Regions from separate parts of the Mus musculus genome. Here all the other regions are linked to region 1. A link is a contact called in public Hi-C data. All regions are on one chromosome and are shown on one strand. The core of a region is the stretch at or near the end of the contact, and the rest is flanking DNA. Distances in the headings are between cores, read along the strand shown. Region 1 has its middle 24 kb from the start of Gm45999. Region 2 overlaps Sox6 (SRY (sex determining region Y)-box 6). Region 3 overlaps Sox6 (SRY (sex determining region Y)-box 6).

What was found. Hi-C and Micro-C count contacts between places; a contact is called where the count stands out from the background.
Region 2: a contact with region 1 is called in a Hi-C map of the N1E-115 cell line, with 6 times the contacts expected there. The contact joins two enhancer-like sites. A contact is called at or near these places in 1 of 15 datasets of contacts at CTCF or cohesin (pro-B cells), 2 of 484 Hi-C or Micro-C datasets (the N1E-115 cell line and Sertoli cells) and 2 of 115 datasets of contacts at active chromatin or transcription factors (astrocytes and stem cell-derived neural progenitor cells).
Region 3: a contact with region 1 is called in a Hi-C map of the N1E-115 cell line, with 4 times the contacts expected there. The contact joins two enhancer-like sites. A contact is called at or near these places in 2 of 484 Hi-C or Micro-C datasets (the N1E-115 cell line and nephron progenitors) and 1 of 115 datasets of contacts at active chromatin or transcription factors (stem cell-derived neural progenitor cells).

Annotation. Positions count from the first base shown.
Region 1 is chr7:115,372,501-115,376,063 of GRCm38.p6, reverse strand. No RefSeq gene overlaps it. Among named protein-coding and RNA genes, the nearest start is that of Gm45999, 24 kb to the left of the region's middle. Within about 2 kb of position 1,788, at least 15 of the 459 cell types and tissues checked have an H3K27ac peak or open chromatin away from gene starts, as enhancers often do. A contact at or near this core is called in the N1E-115 cell line, where this site is marked.
Region 2 is chr7:115,864,192-115,867,754 of GRCm38.p6, reverse strand. All of the region lies in intron 2 of Sox6 (SRY (sex determining region Y)-box 6), which reads left to right. Among named protein-coding and RNA genes, the nearest start is that of Sox6os, 170 kb to the left of the region's middle. Within about 2 kb of position 1,589, at least 65 of the 459 cell types and tissues checked have an H3K27ac peak or open chromatin away from gene starts, as enhancers often do. A contact at or near this core is called in the N1E-115 cell line, where this site is marked.
Region 3 is chr7:115,665,254-115,668,816 of GRCm38.p6, reverse strand. All of the region lies in intron 5 of Sox6 (SRY (sex determining region Y)-box 6), which reads left to right. Among named protein-coding and RNA genes, the nearest start is that of Gm51455, 170 kb to the right of the region's middle. Within about 2 kb of position 1,551, at least 56 of the 459 cell types and tissues checked have an H3K27ac peak or open chromatin away from gene starts, as enhancers often do. A contact at or near this core is called in the N1E-115 cell line, where this site is marked.

The sequences.
Region 1 (3,563 bases), core at 539-3,038:
TACCCAGGGTATGTTCTTGGTTTTACTATTTCCAGCAGCAGGGGACATCAGGAGAATACACTGTGACTTCCTAGAAACTCATGCTGTACAGACCATAAGCCACCATCCTTTCAGAAATGGGGACACTACTGGCCAGGAGTAGCTGCACAGCAGACAGGCAGGAAGACATTCTCAGCATATCAGGTCCCAAAGCCTGTGATTTCACAACTTCCTAGAGTGGCAGAGGAAGCTGGGCCCTCCGTGACAGTTGAGCCCAATTTCCTCAGTGTGCAAGTAGGGAAACTGAGGCTCTGAAAGCACATGTCCTCACTCCGAATTACAATGAGCAGCAAAGAGAACCAGGCTTAGAAGCCATGACTGTCGATCCTGATGATTCTAATATACCTAAAAGACTTGAGTGAGCATCAGAGCCTTTGGATTCATTCATTCATCTGCTCACTCATCCAACCCAGATTCCTCATTGGAAATGAAGACTCTTCCCAAGACTCACACACCATCTCCCCAATTGCTGTCTTATCTAAAACAGACAGCCTGTTTCTCAATACGTATTTAGACTGCTTTGCCCTGACATCACATCTTTATTCTATAATATATTTAGTTCTCTGTCATCTCAACTAGAATTAAGACTCACAGAGGCAAAGGCTTGAGTTTTCTTTTTCCTTTCTTTTTTTTTTTTCACTTCTTTTATTGGATATTTCCTTTATTTACATTATTTACATTTCAAATGTTATTTCCTTTCCCAGTTTTCCCTCTGGAAACCTCCTCCCCCACCCCTCCCCCTTCTTCTATGAGGATGCTCCACTACCTCCCCACCCACTCCCACCTCCCCCCACCTGGCACTCCCCTACACTGGGGCATTGAGCCTTCTTCACAGGACCAAGGACCTCTCCTCCCATTGATGTCCGACAAGGCCATCCTCTGCTACATATGCAGCTGGAGTCATGGTTTGCTCCATGAGTAGTGTACTCTTTGGTTGGTAGTTTAGTCCCTGGGGTATCTGGTTGGTTGATATTATTGCTCTTCCTATGGGGTTGCAAACCCCTTCAGCTCCCTCAGTCTTTTCTCTAACTCCTCCATTGGGGACCCTGTGCTCAGTCCAATGGTTGGCTGCAAGCATCCGTCTCTGTATTTTTCAGGCACTAGCAGAGCCTCTCAGGAGACAGCTATATCAGGCTCCTGTCAGCAAGCACTTCTTGGCATCCACAATAGTGTCTGGGTTTGGTGACTGTATACGGGATAGATCCCCAGATGGGGCAGTCAAGAAGTATCCTTAGTGTCTGAAACAATGATCACAAAAATATGCATTCTATAGAACTTGTTGAATGAATGAATGGATGGATGGATGGATGGATGAGTTAGTGAGGATCTGCCAAGGGGAGATCCAATCTTTTGAAGAATGACATGCCTTAGTGGCTGTGGCAGATTCTAGAACAGCAGAAGGGAACATGTACACTGGGTAGATGATCGGCTGTGTGTGCTGCTGTGTCATGGCAGCACGTGATAACAACAGTCACTGGGAACTTTGAGGAAAGTTTAGATACCCCTCTGTTTTGTTTCCATGAAGTAGCCAGCAAGACAGTCTGCTAGGGTCCAAAGAGTCTCCTTTCCAGACCCCTCTTAGGGAGCGAAGCCAAGGAATGAATTGAGACTTCCTGGGGCAGCAGGAACTTGGGGCTGAGCTCCATTTGTTATCTCCGCCAATGACAGGCTGCTCTCCAGTGATGTCATCTGAGCCTCTGCAGACCTTTCTGCCAGGAGCCCACTAACTGGAAATGACATCAGCCCCCAGCAAAGTGACTTGTGCTCTCAGCAGACACGTCCCGCTGATCCCTGTCTGGGGCTCATCTCCCCGCCTACCTGGAAGGCTTCTGCCTGGCACTTTGGCAAACAAAGAGGCATTTGAGAGGGAATTAAACTGACTTTAACAGATAGCCCCAAAGTGTTTCCCAACACATTGATGCTCACATTGAATTATAGGTGCTAATAAAGCTGTCACAGCCTTGGCATAGGAGCCAAACCCAAGCTGAAAGGTCCCTGGGAAATGATGAGAATTCCGCAGGGCCTGCAAAGTCACTACTTGGCCCAGCAGGAGATTCAAATACGCAGTACCAGGCCAGGAAAGAGCTGAAGTCACCCATCCAGCCCCACTCCCTGCTGACTGCCCCCACGGTTCTTATGGCCCTCCAGCAGGAGGCAGCTTTGCTCAGGTTCTCTCCCATTGGCAGGAAACTGTCTCTCCAGATACAATAACTGCATTTTCATTGACCAAGCCTGGTACTCTTCAACTCCTCTCTGGTTTTCATCGTTACCTCATTCTGGTAGGTAAGGGTCCTTTGGTCACCCTCCCTCATGGCCACAGCCACAGTCTTGTCAGCAGTGGCTGATATCCACTATTTATCTGAAACATGGGGCTGGATTCTTAAACACGTGAGTGACAGGTGTTTAAGTCAATCTGGTTTAAGTATGAAATCAATGAGAATATTTCTCCCCTAGGTCAAGTGCCGAGGAGACACACATATTTACAAAATCAATCATTGGCCTCTACACTGAAGAGTGAAGGCAACCAACATCCAGGATGTGTCACCTGAAGGTGCAGCTGGAGCAAGGACTCCATATGAGGCTGAGAATTTGTCTCCTTTTATCTCCCAGAGTGACATTTGTTTGTGGTGCCTCCTTCTCAGGGTAATTCAGTCCCACTCGCATGAATAGCCCTTGACCCCAGCAGCCCAGCAAGGCCAGTAGAAAGAGTTTCTCTTCTGTAGCCTTTCAGAGAAAGCTTATTTGTGAGGCTTCTTGGGTCACCTCGAAGCATACATCTTGCCCTCAATCAGTCACCCGGACACAGGAGTGAAGCCCTCTCATTGGCTGAGCTGGAGACTATGTGTTTCTCCTATGGCTAGATGGGGGTAGGATTCATCTCATTCAAGCCAGGTTAACTAAGAGTCTGGCAGCAGGGACTCCTCAGCTGGTGTGAACATTGCTACCTGCTGTGTTTTGGATATAAACTTCTTTGATGGTAGACAGTGTGGAGCCTTAGGAAGTAGATGGAGCCCTGCTTGAGGGAGTGGGTCACCAGGAGGGCCTGGAGGGTTCATTGTCCAGTCCTACTTCCTGTCTGCTCTCTGTCTCCTGACTACAGATATAGAATCTGTCTACAGATATAGAATACACACACACACACACACACACACACACACACACACACACACACACACACACACACAGAGAGAGAGAGAGAGAGAGAGAGAGAGAGAGAGAGAGCTGCCTCACAGCCCTGCTCCCATGCCTTCCTCTGTATAACAGACTGCATCCCTTCCTAAACCACAAGTCAAAATGAACCCTTTCTTAGGTTGCAGTCTTGTCCCAGCAATGAGAAAAGTGACTGCCATACTACCCAAAGAAGAAGGCTTAAAGGTGAAGCTATAAAAGCCGGTCCTTGTTGCTTTTCCTGCAAACTCTTGTACTTTTTCAGGATTTCTGCTTTAACCTCCTGTGCCCTTCCTTATGACGTTTGACCTGGAGAAATTGCCTTCCCAGGGCCAGACTTCGCTTCCCCATCAGAA
Region 2 (3,563 bases), core at 340-2,839, 490 kb before region 1:
AATCATGCATTTATCACATGCTAGACATTCCAAAGCGAGGGGCGGAACAGTGCGGGGTGTGTCTTCTCAGTCTTCCATGCAGCCTCACGGTGCGTTGTGAAAACACACCTGCCAAATTTGGAAAGTTTATTTTAGGTGAAATGTACAGTGAGACTTGGTTGTGGGGTGTGTGTGTGTGTGTGTGTGTGTGTGTGTGTGTGTATGTGTGTGTTTAAAGTATCTTGCACCTTTCAGTTTAGTTTTTCTTTTATTTGGAACTATTTTTCTTATGATAATATATTAAGGATTTGGGTGCTTAATTTAATGTTAACTCTAAAAGGCACACCGAATAAATACTTACAAGAGAATCTTACTACACGGATACCTAGAAACTCTCCCTGGCCCTGCAGTTGCAGAATTCCCGTGGCGAGGGCATTCTCCACATGCCCACCATTATCTGATGTAATGAAAAGAGAAAGTGTGCAGCAGCGAGATTGTTAATTAATTTAGCCTAACAAGATGAAGACGAATGAAGCAGAGCACAGGATGAATGAAGGAAGAGGTCTTATTTACAATGTAATACATTTTTATATAATACAGATTTTACTTGGTTTAAAAATAGATCCCCCCAATACTATGAACAAAATCAATCCCCACCCCACCATTCCACATGGAGCTCCTGGCCTGACCTCACAGAAAGCAAGCCAGGGCTCCATATGGAAGACACTTCTCCAATGTGTAAACAGGGCTTTTCTTCTGCTAAGAATCCTACAGTAGTTAACCTTTAACTCCAGGGTTTTATTATTCCTGCTGCAGACAGAGGTGAGCACAAGCACAGAGACCTGGAAGCTTTTAGGTCTCTTGTCCTCCAGGTTGCCCCAGACATGCCGTCTCTGTTGTTTAATAATCATTTTATTTTAATTGTCTTTCACTAAAGGCAGGAATCTCAAGGGCTGGGGGGTGGGGTGGGCAGGGAGGAAAAGCTGTGTGCTTCTTACTTGCAGTTACACAGGGTTCTTAGACTCGCATTATTTTAAAGTCCCCCCTTCAGAGAGTAATGAGCTTTCTCCGGGATCTGACCTTTCGTCATTCCTGCTTTCTGCTCAGAAGTACTTCCTTCCTTCCTACTGTAGCTAGAAAAGACAGTCTCTTATCTCGAGTTACTGTAGGCAGTGGTGACAGGACTCCACAAATGGTGGTATTATGATCACTGTGTTTTTATCTCAGGGGTCAGGAACAAATGCATGCAACTGCTTCTAAGGATTTCAATAAATAGGACTTTTTTTTTTTTAGTCCAGACAATCGCCTTTTATGTTACTTTTAAACAAAGCTACTAGTCCATCAAGAGTTTGAAAAGAAAACAATTCCACAGAGTGCCGGTATGGCCACAGACCAATCATCATGGCACCCATTCTCAAGTCCTTTATTTTTCAAGTCCACAACAATAGGTTGTTGATTCAATGGACAAGACCAGAACAATTAAGTTCTCTGTTTAGCAGCAGTGCAGCATTTTAATGCCCTTCTCTAATAATGCTCTCATTATTGTTATTCTAAGACTGGGCCTCAGGAGGAGGAATATTTGCTGGAGGTACGTCATTATTTTGCAAATTTCGATTAGCTCATCATGTTGTCTGTAGTGTGAAAATCGTAGCTAATTAGGGCAGCCAGTTAGACGACCAGCTTTTGAGCTTATGAGTTAAAAGGTAGCATACTTGATAGGCCAGCGATGTGAAAAAGGTGGTAAAAAGGAGGATTAGAGCAGTTGCCTTAGTAACTCCAACTTCCATCTGGGAGGGAACAATGGACTTGTGTTTCTCCCCCACCTTGGTGTAAAAATTGGTTTTGTTTTGAAAGGACAGGGTTCTTTTTATGACAATCTGGAATTCAGCCCAACTGAGTGCAGTTTTAGTTGTTAGGAGAGACCATTGGGATAGGAAAGATGAAAAGGTCATGGTGAGCCTCAAGGACATGAAAGGTCGTTGTCTGGGGAAACAATGGTAGATTGTGTTCTTTTTTCTCCCTCTCTCTAATATTTCAAGCCAGCCAGCCCCTAAGTCAGGTGATGGGACAAATACCTACAGTTTAGTCAGGTGAAACAGGAGGAGGGGAGGATTTGGGGGAGAGAATTTGTACTATGCCAAAGAAAGAAAGGAAGAAAGAAGGAAAGAGAAAAAGAAAGAAAGAAAGAAAGAAAGAAAGGAAGAAAGAAAGAAGAAAAGAAAAGAAAGAAAAGAAAAGAGAAGGGAAAGGGCTGTCCCCAACCTGCTTCAGTTGAGAGAGTAGTATTTCTTTGTCACCGTCCTGAGATCCCAGTGTGCTCTGGATGGGTTGCCTCTGGGCCAGCACATCTCTGGGAACCTCTCCAGCGTGTGGAGCTTGATTTAAGCTTTCTCTTCGAGCTCCCGGAGGACCAGTGATGTGATACTTAACAATAAATTTAGTTGTTGTCGCTTTCTTGCATTATTGGTACCCTTAAAAGGTTTTCCTTAAAATGCACACAGAATAAAATGAATGATAAATATGAAAGAAATTTGTCTCCGCACTCCACAGGGTTTTACCATAAATTCTATGACTTCCATCACAGAAAGTTTACAGGAAACTGTTTAGATGTTGCTGCAATAGCAGTTCAATTTTTTTATGTACGTAAGAAAATGCCACAATTTTAGGATCTACTAGGGCTTTGTATATGGGGATGGTGATAGAAAAAGACTGAATACAGCACCATTTCTTTAAAATCCTCAAAGCCAAATCACCCTTCCCAGGGTCACAATACTTGTAGTTCAGTGAAATGAATGACTTCTCTTTTCCTTCTATATTAGTCTCTCTCTCTCTCTCTCTCTCTCTCTCTCTCTCTCTCTCTCTCTCTCTCCCTCTCCCTCTCCCTCTCCCTCTCCCTCTCCCTCCCCCTCTCCCTCCCCCTCTCCCTCTCCCTCTCTCTGTGTAGAGAGCTAAAAAGAATAAAGAAAGGAGTGTTGCATTTTATAAACAAAAAAGACTGTTTTTGATGATCTCAGACACCTTTATTTTTCTTCTCTGTTGTCTCATCGTGATTCTCTGGTTGAAGCTGAACTTGGTCCAGGGAGTTGGAGGTTTGAGACTCTCCCTTAATCCCAGGTCTCCCATTGCCCAGCCAACCATCCTCCTTGTGCTAACCTTTGTTCTTTGGAGGAGCTGTATTCCTTTTGTTTGTTGAGCTGATATAGCTGAGTCATGAAACTCCAGAGTTGCAAGACTTTTGCCACTAGCTAGTTACACTTCTACATTTGAAACGTGAAGAAAGATGGAAGTGACTGGCCCAAGGAAGTGCAAGCTCTTTAGAGCTAAAGGGTTACCATTTGCTGTATTGTCTAAATATGAAAACCTGAATTAAAAGAAAAAGAGAGAGAGAGAAAGCATTATTCAAACAGGTTTAACTTGCTTCCTGGTTCTCTGAGTGGCTGAGAGGTGTGGTAAAGCTAATATCTGGAATGCTAGTGGTATTCAGAGAAAAATTTTTTGATAACTATTGAAGTTCTATTTTTACAGAAATGGAACTTCCTGTATCAGGAACAAAACAAATATGGTAGTACAGTTTAGGATTACAT
Region 3 (3,563 bases), core at 302-2,801, 290 kb before region 1:
CTGAAAATTGACTCGTAAAAGCTTTTCTTTTCAACTGAATTTAAAATCTTTCTGGATTGTTGGCTGAGGTCCTGGATTGGTGTCACTTTGAAATGACTGTTAAGTGTTTTAATCCTTCTAGGACTGATGTGGAAAAGTCTGTCCTCATTGGAACTCCACTCCAGCGGCTCTGCCTGCTCTCTCTCCATCACACCAGGAGCAGGCATTTGTAGCTGCAGAGTCTTGTAGTTTCACTGTGACCTTCTATCAAGTCTGTTAAAGTAACTGGCACAGGATCTAATGAAAAAGGCTGGTTAGCTGTTGTTTCATGTTGTAGCCCCTCAGACTTGCGTTAGATGCGGCCGCTTGCCCTTGGCTTTATTTGACTTGGTAAATATTACTTTAACAACATAATCCCTCATTTCATTAGAAAGGAAAAACATACAGGGAAATGCACAGAATTTAATTTAGTGCTCGCTCTCTCTCTCCTCTCCCCCTCTCTTCTTTCTCTCTCCTGTGTCTGTCTTTTTCTATCACCCACCCCCTTGGCCTTTCAGCTACCTTTTCTCTCTCCTTCCCTCTGACCTCCCTCCCTGTTCTCTTTAAGTGTCTCCTTCTGTCTCCCACTTGACTGCTGTGCACATTTCTTATTTTCTTCTAAAAATGTAGCCCTCAGGAGAGTAGTGTTCAACTTTGCAACTAAGTGCTGAGGGGGTTATCTACAAAGATTCCTGTGCTCTACAAGTCATGGGTGTGGAGCTATTTGAAAAGAACTGAGGCCAGTCCACACGCAAAGTGCCCAACCCTGCTGTGCATGGCTCTGCCCCGGAGCCTGCCTTTGCCTCCTAGTGCCCAGCTCTCTTTCTAGTGCCACCAATTGTAATCATATGGATTTGTAGGGGCAAAATTAGCTGGCAGATTATGGTGCTAACTTTTATGAACTGATGTGGGGGAAAGAACTTTAAATTAACCTTAAATATGACTTTTGATTTCTATTTTAAGCCAAAAAAATAAATTAACTGTTCCACATAGATTCTTATATATTTTGTATTTTTCCCTTTGGTGTTGAGTCTGAAGAGAGGTTTGTAAAAGTTAAAAAAGAAATTATCAATAGGTTAGAGGGGTGATTCTGAACTGTTATAATAAAAGATGGTATTTGAAAACTTTTGATGAGGGAAATTGCCACCATATTTACATTTAAAAAAGTGTTTCCTTATTTACACACTATTGACTTCCTATTGAGGCTCAAAATTTTAACTACAACTGGTAAAGAATTCAGTGGATCAAATTCAGTAAATCTGAAGTCACTGGAATAAAGGCCCCTCAGGGGGGGAAAAAAAACGTGTCAATTTTAAAGGTCTTTCCTAACTGAAGACCATTTTGTGATAGAGCCAAAGGTTAATAAAATCAGTAGTGAATGTAGCAATTTTACAGATAAGCTATTCACAACAAGTGTAGTTACTTGAATAAAAAGCTAATTCAGTTCTAAAATGCCACATGCAGTAGCAGTGAATAGCTGCTTTTAGGTGCTTTCCAGAGGAGGGTAAAGTACAGAATCGCAGCACTCTTCTCTCGCCGCGTCCCCGGCCGCCTGTAAATCGCTGTGAATGGGGCTGTGGGCTGACAGGCTCTATTAAGACAAACTGCCTTTCTCATCGGAGAGATAAAATAAATCAGGTGTTTAGTCAAATTAAAATACTTCAGCTGGAGCAGGCCCCGGGGAGCACTGATCCACCTTACTAATCCGAGAGAAACTCAAGACAGATGTGGTTTGGGGATAAAGATGACCCCATGGAAGAAAAAAGGAAAGAAAGAAAAAAGAAAGGAAAAGCCGAGCTGCAGCTGGCAGCTCGGTCTCTGCAGTTGGAGGATAGATACAGTGTTGCAGTTGGAGGATAGATACAGCTTACCGTGGAGGAGCAAGCGTCAGGCACACACACCCTGTGTGTGCCACACAGGAAAGGCAGGCGCACTGACTTGGAGAAAAGCTGTGTACTGAAGCTTTTTACTGGCTCCCTTTCTGTGGTTTATGAAGCTACCTCTGGCTTTCAGTGGAAGGCAGAAGAGGCTATTTTCTGGCAGTGCGTCTGAGAGAGTCATTTTAAGATAGTCTAAAGATGTCAAACAGATGACGCTAGGCAACCGATGACCTCTGCTGGCCCGCTGAGATGGGGCTTATCCCAGGTTCCTATCTTATTTATTTACTTATTTATTTACTCTAAGTTGATTTGGTCAAATCTCAAAACATGACTTAGGGTAAGATTTCCCCCACATATTCTTAAGTTAGTTGAAGAAGCATCTTATAACCCCCTGCTTCTCTAACACTCCCTGGTTGTACTTAGGAGTCCTGTATGCCCCTTTGGCTGCCTCTTCTTTCAGCCATCTTGAGCATTCTAGTTTCTCCGTAATAGTGGAATCTCGCGGTTCAACGAAACATGTCTGAGAATGAAGTAATCTGGGTTCTCAGGTTGTTTGGATCACTGACTCACACTTGATACTATTTTTATTACAGCAGGGTAGATAAATACTTCATCAATTTAAACAGAAAAATCTATTAGTATATGTTCAAATATTGATATTTAAATTCATTGTGCCAAATGTATACAATGGGTATGGAACAGAAAAGTCACCTCCCCAACCTATGCATTTAGAGAACATACATGATTGTATTGTTTGAATGTACTACTCACTGATCTGAACCCAAGAGATGGCTACACATAGGATTTCTCATTCTAAAGGAATTTTACATGTCACCCAGCGCCACTTATTGTGACTCATAGCTGTACAAACTGTTAATTATCTATGTCATCCAGCTATCACGTACTGCCCATCATTTAGATCTATTTAACTATCATTTATCATCTAGCTACCTATCACCTACAATCTATATCTGACTAGCTATGTATCATTTATTATGTACCATCTGTCTACATATATGCCTATCAATCACCTATCAATTATCTATCATCCATCTATCTATATTATACCTTTTCTATTACATCAATCGACTATAAATTATCTATCACCTATCATTGGATCAATTGATATATGGATAAACTTTACTTAAGTTTAAGGGAAAAAAATTGACTTTTTTTAGTGACAATGTTATATGAGTACCTAAAACCTTAACTTACAAATACTACTGTTACCTTGTTTTATTTTCCTTAAAAACATGGCTAAGTCCAATGGAAGAGTTTTAAAATCACTTTTACTGTTTACAATCCAACAGTTTCACTGTCTTTATACTCTGTAAAATGATTCATCTAACTGGTGTTTTTTGGTAAACTTAGGTCACATAATGGAGTCACCCAAGCTTTTATAGATAGCACTGTTGGCTCTTCCTTGAACAAGAAGCTGCTATTTACATACCACCTCAGCTTCTCTGTTTACTAAGCAGAAGAGGAAGAAAAATAAATGAAAGGTTGTTGAAAAGGCTTTAAAACTGGAGAAGGGAAAATTTCATCTTCACTGAAAAATATAAACATAAATTCAACCTGTGTGTCTTTGGTCCTTACCCAAAACACTCTGAGGGATACTTTATTATCCAAGAACAATGGTAAGGCAGCCGATGCAGTTTTCAGCAA